2 separate regions of the Sus scrofa genome follow, and region 1 is linked to region 2. A link is a contact called in public HiChIP or PLAC-seq data. All regions are on one chromosome and are shown on one strand. The core of a region is the stretch at or near the end of the contact, and the rest is flanking DNA. Distances in the headings are between cores, read along the strand shown.

Region 1 (2,898 bases), core at 388-2,887, 190 kb before region 2:
TAAATGAGAATCCATCGTCCAAAGTGTTGAAAGTTTTAAGAGAATCTTCAAGGAAGAAAAATGGCTTCTCTGGGAGTTCCTGGTATGGCTCAGCGGGTTACAAACCTGGTTAGTATCCATGAGAATGTGGGTTCGATCCCTGGCCTCACTCAGTGGGTTAAGGATCGGGTGTTGCCAGATGCTGCATTGCTGTGGCTGTGGTGTAGGTGGCAGCTGCAGCTCTGATTCGACCCCTAGCCTGGGAACTTCCACATCCGTGCAGCAGGTTCCGTCCTAAAAAAGCAAAAAGCAAAAAAAAAAAAAAAAAAAAAAGGCTTCTCTTGTTTGCTCCTCCTTCTGGGTCTGTCTTTATAGTGAGGCTCTGGGTGTTGGAGCCCAGGGCCCGGTTAAGGCCAGGTCGGGCCTGTCCCCTGGATGGAGGGACCCTCGGGTTAGGTGGGTGGTGGGAGCCTCTGGCATCCATCCTTTGCTGTCTGGATCCTCTGCCTTCAGGGCTTGGGGCACGTGTTCAAGGCCAAGCCATTCTCCAGAGTCAGGCAGAGGCTTCCGCCCACCCAAGGCCCCTCCAACTCACAAGCCCCGCCCCCCCAGGTGTCCGGAACCACCCAGAGGATGAAGGTGGACCTGGAGCAGCACCTGGCCCGGCTCAGTGAGATCTTTGCCGCTCGGGGTGATTACCTCCAGACGCTAAAGTTCATACAGCAGATGGCGGGCAGTATCCTTGTCCAGATGGCAGGGGTGCCCGCGTGGAGGGAGGTCACCATGCAGCTGACCGAACTGGCTGACCAGACTGGCTACGTGGAGTACTACAGGTGAGGGGCCCGGCTGCTCCAGCTCCCTTCATCCAAGTCAGCATCTTGGGGCTCAGGAGGGAAAGTGCCACCCAAGGTCATAGTAAGCCATTGGCTGAATCAGAGGACTTGAGAGCTGGTGGGTGGGCCCGTAGTACAGCCTGCTCGTCCAGGCAGGCACTGAGCCCTAGAGAGGGGCAGGGATGTGCCAAGATCTCCGCACACAGCAGGGGCCCCTCTGGGACCAGCATTCTTGGTGGCTGGCCTGGGTGATGCACAGGTAGTTTAAGGGTCCCTCATCTGCTGGGGCTTTGGGGATGGGATTTCCTGCACCAGAGATGCAGGAGGTCAGGGAGATGGAGGCCTCTTTGCCTGCACGGCACCTCCCCACTGGGCAACTCCTTAGCAAGCCCAGGGATGCCCCCGCCAGAGTGATGGGGGCTACAAGGCACCACCCCCGCCTTCCCTGTATCAGGGATGTAGACTCATACCTGCATTATCTAATCTTTGGGGTTTTGTTAACATCTCCCCTGCCTCCCCATCACCCAGACCCCATCCCAGATGAAGACATTGAACCCAGGCCAGCTGGCCAGGGACCAGCCACCTCCCTCCATGCACGGGGTCTGGTGAAGCTTACGCTGGGCAGAGCCATGGAAAGGAGGCTTTGCGCGGCTCCCAACCAAAGGGTGGCACGAACTCCTGGCATATAGATCCTTGTGCCCCCAGGGGAGGGCGCCTGGCAGGGAGGAGGTGCTGGGGAGCCGGTATCTGCTCTTTGGGTGCCCCACCCCCTCTCCAGTTCGTTGCCTCCTCTTCAAGCCTCAGCCAAGGTCAGAGTCTTTACCCTAACGTTGCACAATGTACTATGGATTCATTTCCCCTTTATGAGAAAGCCCCGCCCCGGGCTGAACTAATACTGATCCAGAGAAAATGCTCCTGGTGGCCTCTGGCCAGAGACCTCCCATCCAAGCCTCTCCTCCCCTTCCCTGGGGTAAGAGATGGCCGGGCCCTGACAAGGGGGAGCTGGTGGGCCCCCCAGCTCCAGACGTCACTCCTTATCCCTCCCCCACCCCAAGGCTCCAGCCCCTGCCTTCCCAGATATGACAGATGCAACTTCCCCAATTTTTTTTTTGGCTTATGTCCCAAAGTGCCTTTCTCCCAAGTGACCAAAAGAAACTGCCAGCTCTAAGGACCGGCTGGGACCTGTGACCCCAGAGGCATCTGATGAGTCCCATGATGTGGGAGTCATTCATGGCCTGAGCCTTCAAAGTCTTTGTCAGGGAAAGCAGGTATCCGTCTTGACCCCGCCTTTGCAGTCTCCCTGAGCGGCCGTAGCCGCGAACGTGGGCAGGTGGAGAATGACCATGCTGAAATGAGAATGTATGCTTTTGTCTATATCAGAAGGCTTATTTTTTAAGATTTTTTTTTCTTTGTACAGCCACAGTTGCAGCACATGGAAGTTCCCAGGCTAGGGGTCGAATTGGAGCTGCAGCCACAGCAACACCGGCTCCTTAACCCACTGAGCAAGGTCGGGGATCGAACCTGCATCCTCATGGATCCTAGTTGGGCTTTTAATCCGCTGAGCCATGGCAGGAACTCCGAAATTATTTTTGAAAGGGTTAAGGGTGCTAACAATTGCGTGGTATCTATTTCAGTGTGGGTGATCGAGGGGGTCCCCTGGAACCCACATCCCCAACCCCCACCCGTTGTTCGGGTCTAGTCCAAGGTTAGCACCTGTGGCTTCTGAACGTTGGCAAAATGTTCTGGCCCTTCGCCTCGTCTGCTCTTTGCTCCCTCCCTCCCTCGCCTGAGCTGCTGCAGAACAAAAGCTTCATTTGATTCTTCATGATCTAACCGGCCTTATGGGCTGGGTCTCCTCTGCACAGCCTCCCCATTTTTGCTTTCCAGATGGTTCTAGAGCATAGCCATCCAGCTAAGCGAATACTTAGTAGTACTTTTACACAAGGCCCGGCTCAGTCCTGGAGGCAGTTAAAAAGCCAGGAGGCTTACAAAGGGTGTAACAAAGCCAGCACTTGGATGGAGGCCGGATGTGGGAGGAGCGGCGGGAGTAAGGGCCTCCGCCACGGTGGGAGCCAAGTTCTCAGTT
Region 2 (2,896 bases), core at 135-2,634:
TCAATCCTGGGTGACCCTAGAGGGCAGACTCCAGAGGAGGTGGCCTTGCTGTGGCTGCAGATCCAGGCTGTGGCTCCTCAAAAAGAGGCCTTTCCCATGGTGGGGCCTGGGGTGGATGCTCACGAAGCAATGTCCCTCTTCCGCCTTAACCTTTCCGTGACCTCCCACACTTGCTAAAGCTCAGGTGCCTGCAGGAAGGTCAAGGTCCTCCACAATCGGGCCCCGCCCACCCCTTCCAGGCAAACTGGCTCCGCCCACCCCTTCTGTGCACTCTGGCTCCGCCCACCTCTTCTGCGCCTCCTTAAGCTTCCGCAGCAGCCAGTTCCCGAACTTCTTGTCACTTGGCAAGAGCCACAACTTGTGTCCCCTTCCTGGTTTGCTCCGGGCATCTAGGCTGCTTCCTCTGCCCTCTCCCCGGCTCCCTCCTGCTGGCTCAAAGCGCTCCTCTCTGACTTCCGTTCCTCTGGGTCCAAAGAGCAGCCTGGGGGCCCTTCTGAGTGGACCTCTGTCCTTCCGCCACTGCAGCCCTTTCCACACCAGATTGTCACACCTGCTTCCTTGCCTGCCTGCCCACCGGCCCCGTGCACCTCCTTAAGATCGGGAACCCTGACTCGAGAAGGCACGTAACCAGTATTTGTTGAATGAATGTATTATTTAATGTCTCCACGCGGGGCAGCCCAGGAAGCAGTCCAGCCACTCTCCTCTGAGCTCAGAGGCAAAGAGAGATACATGTGGTGCACCCAGCACGCTGGAGGGCGCCCAGGAAGTAGGTGCTCAACAAACTTGACCAAATTAAGTAAACAGAAGAACAGAGGAATCAGTGAGGTTGTGGCTTTACTGTGGGCTGGAACCCCAACTGTCCCATGTAGGAGAGCAGGTTTCTGCTGGACGCGGCGTGTGAGCCTTCAGTGGCTTATGGAAGTTCCCAGGCTAGGAGTCTAATCCGCGTTGTAGCTGCTGGCCTAGACCACAGCCATAGCAACATGGGATCCGATCCACATCTGAGACCCACACGACAGCTCACGGCAACGCCACATCCTTAACCCACTGAAGAAAGCCAGGGATGGAACCCACATCCTCATGGATTCCAGTCAGATTCCTTTCCACTGCGCCAAAACTGGAACTCTGGAGATTTTATCTTGTAATTTCTTTCTTTCTTTTATTTATTTATTTTTTTTTGTTGCCCCCCACGGCTTATAGAAGTCCCCGGGCCAGGAATTGAATCCGAGATACAGCTGCAACCTATGCCACAGCTGCAGCAATGCCAGATCCTTAACCATCTGCACTGAGCCACGGATCAAACCCGAGTCTCAGCAGAGACAATGCAGGATCCTTTAACTGCTGGGCTACCAGGGAACTCCCAGCGTCCATCTCTTGATTCCCTGCGGCAGGGTTCTGGGGGAGGCTAAGGCTTTCAAGGCTGCAGTGAGCCTGGGGCTGCTCTGCCCCACAGCTCTGGCGCTAACTGGGAGTTGATTCTCACTGGGGGCCGGGCAGGGGAGACCCTGCCTGTGCTTTCACCTCCAGCACCCCCACGGGGTTCAGCCTCTCCGCCCCAGTTCATCTCAGGCCCTTAGGAGAGAAACCAGCCATAGCATATCTTGCTCAACAGATGGAAAGAAAACCACTTCCTCTTCCCCAAGTGCTGCTCCCATGTCATTTCTGGAAACCCTCCCCCTAAATGTCAGCCCACACTACCTACCACATGGGGTTTTTCCCCAGCCTGGATGGCCTCGGGCCTCTGGGGCTCACTCTTCCCATGGTGCCCTTTCACCTAAAAAGCCCTCCCCGCCCCTTAAAAATGGGATGTGTGATCGCTGTAGAAAACTGATAAAATAAGGAAGGCACACACACAAAATCATCATAACGAGTAAAAGCAAAAACTCGGAGTTCCCATTGTGGCTCAGCAAAAGCGAACCCGACTAGGAACCATGAGGACACAGGTTCGATCCCCGGCCTCGCTCAGTGGGTTAAGGATCCAGCACTGCCGTGAGCTGTGGTGTAGGTCACAGATGCAGCTCTGGCTGCATTGCTGTGGCTGTGGTGTAGGTTGGTAGCTGTAGCTCCAGTTAGATCCCTAGCCTGGGAACCTCCATATACCGCGGGTGGGGTCCTAAAAAGACAAAAACCAAAAAAATGAAAAAAACAAGAACTCCCATCACCCAGAGAAAACTAACCTCAGACATTTGAGGTATGTCCTTCCACTCTCTTATATATCTTATTTTTTTAAACTATTTACTTCTTAGCATCATTTCTTTTTTTTTATTTTTTTATTTTTTTTTTGCTTTTAGAGCCACACTTGTGGCATATGACATATGGAGTTTCCCAGGCTAGCCGTCAAAATAGAGCTGCAGCTGGCAGCCTACGGCACAGCCATGGCATCTGAGCTGCATCTGCAACCCACACTGCAGCTCGTGGCAACACCAGATCCTAACCTACTGAGCAACACCAGGGATCAAACCCGCATCCTCATGGATACTAGTTGGGTTCATTACCATTGATCCACAGTGGGAACTCCCTCATTTCACTTTTAAATCTCTCTCCGCCCCCCCCCCCCGCACTTAACGTAGTGTATAATTTTCTCTGGTTTATTTATTTTTTTCTTTTTTTTTTGGCCGAGTCCACGGCATGCAGAAGGCCAGGGATTGAACCTGCACCACAGCCGTGATCCGAGCGCAGCAGTGACAGCACTGCAGCCTTAACCCGCTGAGCCACTAGGGAATTCCCGATTTTCCCTGCTACCAAGTGTTTTTCTGAACGTCCCTGACTGTAGAATTTACTGCTATAGGTGGACTGCATCTGGTTAAGTGATCCTTGTCAACAGGAGAAAGGCTTTCTGTTCAAGTGGCCTGACTATCCCTCCCAAGCTTGGCAAGTCTCAGCTCCTGTCTTCTGA

What was found. HiChIP or PLAC-seq counts read pairs in DNA pulled down with a chosen protein or histone mark.
Region 1: a contact with region 2 is called in an H3K27ac HiChIP or PLAC-seq map of alveolar macrophages. The contact joins two enhancer-like sites.

Annotation. Positions count from the first base shown.
Region 1 is chr12:6,857,635-6,860,532 of Sscrofa11.1, reverse strand. TTYH2 (protein tweety homolog 2) reads left to right here. Exons shown (of 16, transcript XM_021066683.1): 6 at 592-812. Among named protein-coding and RNA genes, the nearest start is that of TTYH2, 22 kb to the left of the region's middle. Within about 2 kb of position 1,637, at least 43 of the 83 cell types and tissues checked have an H3K27ac peak or open chromatin away from gene starts, as enhancers often do. A contact at or near this core is called in alveolar macrophages, where this site is marked.
Region 2 is chr12:6,669,044-6,671,939 of Sscrofa11.1, reverse strand. All of the region lies in intron 5 of CD300A (CMRF35-like molecule 8), which reads left to right. Among named protein-coding and RNA genes, the nearest start is that of CD300A, 11 kb to the left of the region's middle. Within about 2 kb of position 1,384, at least 16 of the 83 cell types and tissues checked have an H3K27ac peak or open chromatin away from gene starts, as enhancers often do. A contact at or near this core is called in alveolar macrophages, where this site is marked.